Regions from separate parts of the Mus musculus genome. Here region 1 is linked to region 2. The links are chromatin contacts, called in public targeted proximity ligation maps. All regions are on one chromosome and are shown on one strand. The core of a region is the stretch at or near the end of the contact, and the rest is flanking DNA. Distances in the headings are between cores, read along the strand shown.

Evidence for each region.
Region 1: a targeted proximity ligation map of bone marrow-derived macrophages shows a contact between it and region 2, with 4 times the contacts expected there. A contact is called at or near these places in 1 of 39 promoter capture datasets (cranial neural crest) and 2 of 130 datasets of targeted methods (bone marrow-derived macrophages and pancreatic cancer cells).

Annotation. Positions count from the first base shown.
Region 1 is chr19:10,645,262-10,649,761 of GRCm38.p6, forward strand. It overlaps 4930524O05Rik (RIKEN cDNA 4930524O05 gene), which reads right to left and starts at 2,792. Exons shown (of 3, transcript NR_045316.1): 1 at 2,675-2,792; 2 at 1,573-1,784; 3 at 433-694. Vwce (von Willebrand factor C and EGF domains) reads left to right here. Exons shown (of 20, transcript NM_027913.2): 8 at 1,273-1,691; 9 at 1,771-1,864; 10 at 3,165-3,247.
Region 2 is chr19:10,237,567-10,242,060 of GRCm38.p6, forward strand. Myrf (myelin regulatory factor) reads right to left here and starts at 3,182. Exons shown (of 26, transcript NM_001033481.1): 1 at 2,993-3,182. The coding sequence starts at 3,038.

The DNA.
Region 1 (4,500 bases), core at 1,542-4,041, 410 kb after region 2:
ACCCCCTAACCACAGGCCCCCTCTTTGCCAAACTCGTTCTTTAAATCCCGCCTTTTTTCCAGTTCTTTTTGTTTGTCACTACCAATGCCCCCCGCTTTCTTTCTCGCTTTCCCTGTTCCCTTACATTTTAAAAATGTACTTACAAAAAAAATGTTTATGCATATGAGTATTTTGCCTATTTATATGTGTGTGTCTGGTGCCTGTGGAAGTCAGAAGAGGTTGTTAGATCCCCTAGAACTGGGGTTACAGCATCATGTGGGTGCTTGGAACCAAACCTGGGTCCTCTGCAATAGCAACCATTTCTCCATCCTGGATTTTTTTTCCTTTTCTTTCTCTCTCTTTCTTTCTTTCTTTCTTTCTTTCTTTCTTTCTTTCTTTCTTTCTTTCCTTCCTTCTTTCTTTCTTTCCCTTTATTTTTAATAAAAGGGTTGGGGCTTTTAGAAAGATTTATTTTATGTATATTATAAGGGTTTTGCCTGCTGGTTTGTATGTGTACCACATGCTCCAGAAGGGCCAAGAAGTGACCTCCTGGGACTGGGGCTGTGGATTGTATGAGTCACCATGTGACTGCTGGGAACAGAACCAGCTCCTCTGCAAGAGAAGCCTGTGCCCTTAACCTCTGAGATGGCTCTCCAGCCCCATTCTTCAACTTCTTTATGCAGTCCTTTCCCTTTTCACTGTCGCCAGCTATTGCCTACAAATGGTAAAAAAAGGAAAAAACAAAAAACAGCCATAAGGGGATTCTCCGTTTTTGTGACGAGGTGCAGTAGATGTTCATCTGTAGGGGAAATGCCGGTTCAGTTCCCAGGTCTTTACGTGTGGGCAGGAGCCTCCTCCCTCAAGGTGACCAGACAGTGCCACTGCAGGGAACCCTCCGCTGAGCCCTCATCCTGAGCCCTAGCTCCACTGCAGGGAAGCCATAGCTAGATGGGAAGCAGGGGACGCAATGAAACCCCAGCCCAGAGCAGTTGGGGAGAGTTGTTTCCAGGATGGACCCTGAAGGCCTTCCAGCCTCAGGAAAACTTGTGTTCCCTTATAGCTGTTAAGGAAGGAAGGGCAGCTGAGTCTTGGGCTGCCGGACCTCCTTGTTACTGGTTTAGGATCTTTTCTTGCCCATTAGTGTTTTCCCAGCCTTCTTCCCTTGTGGCTGTCGCTGTGGCCTCAGTAGGTCACAGCCTGTTACTTTATGTGGCTGAGGACCTGTTTAGGCCTCTCGAACCCCACTTCCTGCCCCTGCTGCCTTCCTTAGGAGACCCTGTGCTTCCATTTCAGCTTTCCCGAAGGCCGTTCTGGCCCCATCTGCCATCCTGCAGCCCCGACAGCATCCTGCTAAGATGTCCCTGCTCCTCCCTGAGGCAGGCCGGCCTGCCCTGTCCCCAGGACACAGCCCTCCTCCAGGGGCCCCAGGATACCCCACTGGAGTTAGAACAATCAGTCAGCCATCTACCACCCAGGTCCTACCCACATTCTTTCCCACACAGTTGATATCCACTCCAGTGCCAAGTTCCTCCCCACTGGGGACCCTTGGACCCCCCTCACTCCTCCAGGGGGCTGTAGGGACCCCTTCCTCACCTAGGGGTCCTGAAAGCCCAAAGCTGGGAGCAGGGTCCTCTTCCTGTTGGCACCTGGGAGCCACGTATGAATCAGGCAGCCGCTGGAACCAGCCCGGATGTTCTCAGTGCTTGTGCCAGGTAGGTGTGAAGTCCCCAGGCTGCCTTGGGGGAGTGTCTAGGTTCTGCCCACCACTGCAACTCCTGTTTGTGCATTCAGGATGGAGAGGTGACCTGTGGAGGAGTAAGGTGTGACGCTACCTGTTCCCACCCAGTTCCCCCGAGAGATGGGGGGTGCTGCCCCTCTTGCACTGGTAAGAGCTCTTTCTTCCTCTAGCCTTTTGCAGCCCAGGGGCTATTTATTATTCAACTTCTCCTGCAATCAGTTCTTGGTGTCACCTGGAAATCTGACTTGGAGGTTCATGGGTGGGGCCTGAGAACATACAACACTACACTGCTGCTGCTGATCTGGAATCTCACTTTGAGAACCATTTGTCTATGCTGAAGAGCTCTTCAAGGAAAACCTTCTAGCAGGCTGCTCTTCTTGGCCCATCCTGCCTGCCTGCCTTCTTTCCTTCCTTCTTCCTCCTCCCCTTCCTCCTTCCTTCCATTCATTCTTTCCTCCTTCCTTTTCTCCCTCCCTCCTCCCTCCCTCCTTTGTTCCTCTTCTATTCATCCTTCCCTCCCTCCTTCCTCCTTTCCTTTCCTTTCCTTTCCTTTCCTTTCCTTTCCTTTCCTTTCCTTTCCTTTCCTTTCCTTTCCTTTCCTTTCCTTTCCTTTCCTTTCCTTTCCTTCCTTCCTTCCTTCCTTCCTTCCTTCCTTTCAGTGCACATGCATTCTGTTGACTTCCTTCCCCAGTCCTACCTACCCTACATTGCTGGAGGACAATCATTTCACTTTCCTCCCATAGGCTGGGGCTGGGGCTATGGGCCTGGGGCTGGGGCTGGGGCTGGGGCTGGGGCTGGGGCTGGGGCTGGGGCTGGGGCTGGGGCTGGGGCTGGGGCTGGGGCTGGGGCTGGGGCTTGCCTACTATGTGTGAGGGAAGTCCTAATTCAATCTGCAGCACCATAAAACCAAAAATCTTTCCAGGGTCTGCCGAGGCAGTGCCTACATTGCTGTCTTACATTTCCGTTTTCTACCATGTTCCACCTATGTATGGGGCCCTGAAGGAAAGAGCTGAGTTCTCTTTATAACCGAGATTTTGGATCCTTTCAGGTCTCCTGCTGGCTACATAGTGATATTTCCCTATTATGGTGAGAATAGCTGAGTCACAGAGAGGCATCGTGACGTGGGCAGGGCTACTTGGGTAAACGGAGCTAGAACTCTAGGTTCGGAACATAGCGTCTCCTGTGTGGTGGGAACGAAATGCCCCTTTCTCAGGACACACTTCAAGGCACACCCTCACAGCCACTGTAGCTACTCTTGCATCTGTCTCCTGTGCTGTTTCCCAGCAGTCCTAGGACCACCCAGTTCAAGGGACCTATGTCTGCCACTGCTGGCACATCCAGGGTGGTGAGAGAATGTTCCAGAAGTATTACGCCTCAAAGAGAAGAGACCTGGTTTCCTGTCCTTTGAGGAGGCTGACGTTCCCCACCTCCTGTTTGTCTTTCAAAGGCTGCTTTCACAGTGGCGCTATCCGAGCCGAAGGGGATGTGTTTTCACCTCCTGAGGAGAACTGTACTGTGTGTGTCTGTCTGGTAAGCAACCCGGGATTCACCACCGCATGTTGTCTTAACCTTTGGGGGTTGTCAAGGAGGGGAACAGACTGGATGTTGAAGATGAACTTCTCCTTGGAAGGGAGCTTGATGCAAGGCTTTGAATCTAAAACTATTGAGTTTGAGAAGGTCATTGGAAGCATCCAAGCTCTGGCCAATGGCTGTGGAGGGTATCTGCTGTGCATGCGAGAGCCAGGGCAGAACAGGGTCCATCTATTTGGGAAGGGAAGGGTAGAACTCTCTCAGGAACTTCCCCAAGGAGCCTGCTTTCTCCAGGCAAAATATTTATTACCACAACAAAGGTGTCCACATCTGGGTGAGAGCAACCTCATTAAGCCCTGGGCTTCTTGAGTATTTTTGCTTCTGGCATGATTACACTCCTCGGAGAGTAATCATGTGTCAGATGCTGCCTGTGTGAATTTAATTCTGGGCACCCACTGGGTGTCAGGCACAGATTTGATGCCCTTCCCCTGTTTCTTAACCAGAGGCTCCCAGAAAATGCAGGGTGGGTCCTGGATCTGTAGATTCAAAGATGGAGGCTGGAAGCTGGTGGAGCTGGGGTTTGAACAGTGGTCTGTTCCAGGCTTTGTCTACCAACCGTTGCTGCCATGCTCTGGCTACCTTTAAACACAGCTCCAGAGCTGGCCACAATTGCTGATGGGGTGGTGTGTGATCAGAGACGCAGAGAATGCCAGTAGCATTCATCTAGCTCTTCCTGTATGTTAAGCATGAGGAGGAGAGGAATTTGTGTGCATTCTTCCAATTTTATGTGGTAAGACAGGCACTGATTCCACCCATGTTAGAAGATCCTGGAGATGTGATGTCCCTTTGCCGAAAGTCTTGTTAGGAGATGCATAGATAGTGGAACTCAGGTCTAGATGGTTCCAATGGTGGACACTTTTTAAATTTTAACTTAAAAATTACTTGTAAAGGTGTATTGTATACTGGGTATGGTGCCACATGTCTCTAATCTCAGCACTTGGAAGACAAGCAAGCATATCTCTTGAGTTTGAGGCCATCCTGGTCTACATGTTGAGTTCCAGGACAGGACAGGTAGGGCTACATAGTTAGACTCTTTCTCAAAAAAAAAAAGTACTTTATTATTTTGACATTTTAGTTATTTATTTTAAAAAGATTTATTGATATGTTTTTATTTGTATGGGTGTTTTGCTCACATGTGTGTCTATGCACTACTTATGTGCCTGGTGCCCTCAGAGGCCAGACAACAGTGTTAA
Region 2 (4,494 bases), core at 1,932-4,431:
ACTGGCTAGAGGACATGAACTGCTAGCATCACCATCAGCACAGCCTCCACCCAGAATCCTCTGTTTGTATCTAAAATAGCCCCCTTCCCAGGATTGGGACAGAAGGATCATCAGAGCTGGGGGCACCAATGGAGACCTCTGCCACTGAGTTCTATGTGCCAGGTGAGAGAAAAAAAAAAGAAGTCTCAGAGAGGCTCTGCTTAGGACCACACAGCTCTCAGTGTCCCTGCATGAATCAGCCTTTGGGGTCTTGGTCAAGTCCTGTGAAAATGACTTGGCTCTAAGAGGTCAAGGCCCCCCTCCCTCAATCAGCAGAAGAGCAATATAGCATCCCCTAGACCCAGTTACCTGCTGGGAGCCAATGCATCCTGTCTGAAGGGTCCTCTCTCTACAGGCCTTGTGCCTTCTACTCTGGACGGCTGGTGCCTATCTCCAGGGGATTAACTGGGAAGTCACGGGGACCCAGCTGTACCAGCCTCGAGGGGGACGCTCTGTCCCAGCCTCCCACCAAAGGCCCAAAGCGCCTTAGCCCCCAGTCTCACTATCTACCCAGAGCAGGGCAGGACATGCCTCTGTGTGCAGAGCTAGTGGGAGCCATGACAGAAGAGACTCTTCTTTAGATTGCTCCTTCAGCAAGGGCCAGTCTGTCTCCCAGCCCAGAACCCAAACCACGGAGATTTCTACCCACTGCCTAGAGGGAATGGCTGAGGCCATGTGGGAATCTGGATGAGGACTTGAGGGTGGCCATTTGAGTGTGAGAGCATACACTACTACCTGAGGCTGAGGAATGACTCAAAACATCCACAAAACAAGGTTTCACACCTCCTAGTAGGGGCGCACTCATGTTTATGAGCACACCACTGCTCTATGCTTTCTCCCTTCCAGTGAGAACTTCCATTTCACCACCCAATGGATTCCCTGCCAAGGCCTTCCCCTCTCAGACTGCCTTAAGGACTTGAACCAGGTGTCCACCCACCCTGCCCCTATTCCCAGGTTCTGGAAGACTGCTGAATCCCGGCCCTCCTGAGCAGGCCCCACACCCCGCCTGCTCCCCACAGACATTCTTGAGTCTCCTCTTATCTCTCTGGAGGGAGCAGCCCAGCCTCCCTGCCAGGCAGCTGCATGGCTAAGCTGTGGCGTCAGCCTTCCATCCACCACCACCACCCCCCCACCTCAGGCCAAGAGGGAAAGTTTGGCTCAGAAGTGAGGAGTCCAGGCCAATTAGGCCCACCCCTGTGCCCAGAGCCCAGGTGGGGGTGGGGTGGGGGAGGGATACCTACATAAACCAAAGAGTCCTGGTTCATGGGTCACTAGGGGCACCAAGAATACACTAGGCACCCCCAATCAGTACTTGTACCCAACAAGGACCACTGACTTCTTTCTTCTTCTAGAATCTTTACTCACAAAGTCCCTGTGCACTCTTAGCCTATTGCCCAAAGTTGGGAAGCTCCCAGAGAGCTCCTGGACTGAGGGGTGGTGTCTTGCACCCTCAAATGGTATAGCTGCCTCAGACTTGATCACTGAATTTAGTCCAAGCCTAGCATTTTGCAGCCTCAAGACTTGTTCTGCCTGGGTGTTCAACATCCTAGAGTTAAGTTAACCTGAGACTGGAGCTGTCTTCTCCTGGGCTGCTCAGATGTAGGAGTGGATGGACAAAAGTATTCTGTGGTTCCCCACGTCATGGAAAGAGAAACGAATAAAGTCCTCTTCTTGCGTGGGGAAATCTCTCAGGAACTGGGCACTGGGCTTTAAACTTGGGTCTTGATTTTCCATCCTGCAACTCACAGTCCCAGCCTGGTATGTTGAGGGCAACAGGTTCTGCTCATGGAAGCCTCGACCAGTACTTAGGGGCAAGATGTTAGCTGAGGGACTAGGAAGAGGGTGAGGCAGGGAATAGTTTCTCAACATAGTGGGGATAGATACAAAAGGTGTTCAAGTGCCTCGGTCTCCAATAAGGGTCTGAGAAACCCAGCAGGCTGGGAGATGTCAGCCTGCACTTCCCCTCCCCCTCCTACACCAGCCCCTTCCCTCCTGAACCCAGCTTTCATGGGGGGAGGGGCAGGGTCTGTTCAGGAAAAGCTGAGGCAGTATTTAGACCAGGACCAGACTCTAAAATCAATGTGGGGGTTGGGAGGTGGGGGAGGTGAGGAAAACATATATAATGGAGCGTACATAGATCCTACTGGAGAAGTTCAGGTCAAGGTGAGGGGGGGACCAGGTCAGCTCCTGGGTCAGGTGTGAGGGACCCAACCCTGAGGCGCCTCATAGGGGCTGGTGGGGTGCCATTTACAGCATTGGAGGTCTCCTAGGGCAGAGGTTGCTGGTGACAGAGATGTCAGCCAGCTTCAAGGGAGTTCCATCTCTAGGAAATCACACTAAAGAGAAGGTCCTGCCCCAGGCAAGGAAGTAGTAGCTGCTTAGAGGAGCATTTATTTCAGCCTTAGTGGAGGAAGCAGCATTGCCCAAGACAGGTGACAGCCTCCAAGGATGTCTCAGCCTCCAGGAAGCACAGTCAGGAGGTCCCTGCTCCTAGAAGGTAGGCTAGGCTCTGGGGTCCCAGCCTTAAGGGAAAAGGGAAGTCCCAGGCTAGATGGAGTAAGAAAGAGGCTGGTATGGGTGGAGTACAGCGTCCTCAGACTAGAGAAGTGTGCTGAGGGTTGGAGTATCACCATTCAGGGACCGCAGGACCCGAAAGGCTTCGAGGAGAGCCGAGCACAGAAGGAACCCATCCCCAAGGAAGTTGAGTGTTGGAGGCCGATTCGGGGAAACCCAAGTCCAACGGGCTTGGGCAGACATCTAGAGACTCCCTATCTCGAAGCCATTCACCTCGCTGTTGCCAGTCTGAAGTAGAGTCCCTGCCAAAAAGGAGGCTTTCTGGAGGTCCTTTCTGGGTGCATGGTGGAAACCCCATGGGTCTCCTGTCCTCAGGGAGACTGGTTGGCCTATCCCAGAGCAGGAGGTTGATCGCCCAGCCAACCCCGCGGTCTCTCACCTTCGAAGAAGCGCTGCAGCGCTTCGGTCTCGTCCACCACCTCCATGGCCCGCCTGCCCGCCGCGTGCGCTCCGGCCGCAGCCCCGCTACAGCCTGGCCCGGGGGCGCGGCATCGCCGGCGCGGCCCGCGCGACAGTCCCGGCTGGGCTCCCGGTACAGTCCGGCCAGGCTCTCCTCACGCTCGCTCCCCGCAGCCCTAGCCCGGCCTCCGCCTGCCCCGCGCCCCGCCCGCCGCCCTCAGCGCCCTCTGGCGGTACGCCCAGAGCCGCAACCTCGGGTAGCAGGGTGCCGCGTCGTCTGCAGGGGGCGCTCGACGCGGCGGTGGTGTCCTGGGTACTGCCTTGCCTTAAAGTCTGTGGATTAGTCGCTTTTCACTCTTTTCTGGTATAGGTAGGGTTCCAGATTATGAATCTGAGGGTTTTCAGTACCAGATCTCAGAGATAGCTCCTATTCCTTTTCGTATTCACCCTATCCCAGGTAACAAAGGGATACTCTGTGCTAAGTACTCTATAGGTGTTAAACTCTGTTAATTCCGGCAGGTCTTTGTTAGGGAGGTACACACCCACTTCCCCACTCCCCACCCCCACCCCCCAAGGCCCAACGCACACCGAATCTATGTAGGTCTGGCCTTAAACTCAGAGAGATCCGCCTTCTTCCGCTTCCCTAGTGTTGAGAATAAAGGCATTTGCCACCTGTCTGGAACTATTACAATTTGCATTTACAGATGAGGAAGCTAAGGATTAATGAGTGCCCTCTAGAGAAGTGCTTCTACATAGAACTTTCTAGAATGGTGGAAATACTCTAGGTGTTGTCATTAGCCACAGTGGCAGCTGAGCATCTGAAATATGGCTCTGGGGATTGAGCTCCTGACTTTTCAGCTTTGTTTTATTTTAATTATTTTGAGCATAATTAGTTATGTGTGACCTTGGTAGTATTAGGCAGTACAGTTCAAGGTCAATAGGGTTCAGAGTTTAATGAGAGCCATTCTTTATTTTTCCTCAAGACAGGTTTTTCTGGGTAGCCATGGCTGTCCTGGAACTCACTCTGTAGACCAGGCTGGCCTTAAACTCAGAGATCTGTCTGCCTCTGCCTCCCAAGTGCTGGGATTAAAGGCGTGTGCCACCACCACTAAGAGTTATACTCTTACTCCCTGCTGCCCTACCTGATGTTTAATCTGAAATCACATAGGGATGAAACCATCGTGTCTCCTGTTTGGACTCTCACCTCCATCTTGCCCCCATTACACAGCATCTCTCCTAATGATTCCTCTACAGTCCTCCCAACTAATTCTTTATGAAGCAGAAGTCAGATCATACCACCATGCCTTTGGTAAAACCAGTGGTTTCTCCTTGCACTCTGACATCTAAACCTCTTGCCCTGGTTTCTCAGAAACCTGGCTCATCTCTCTCCACTTGTAACAATGACCTCAGCTTCAACTGCTTTCTGCGTGGCTCACTTAACCATTGCTACCAAGACCTTCTGCCATCACCCGAACATGCCAG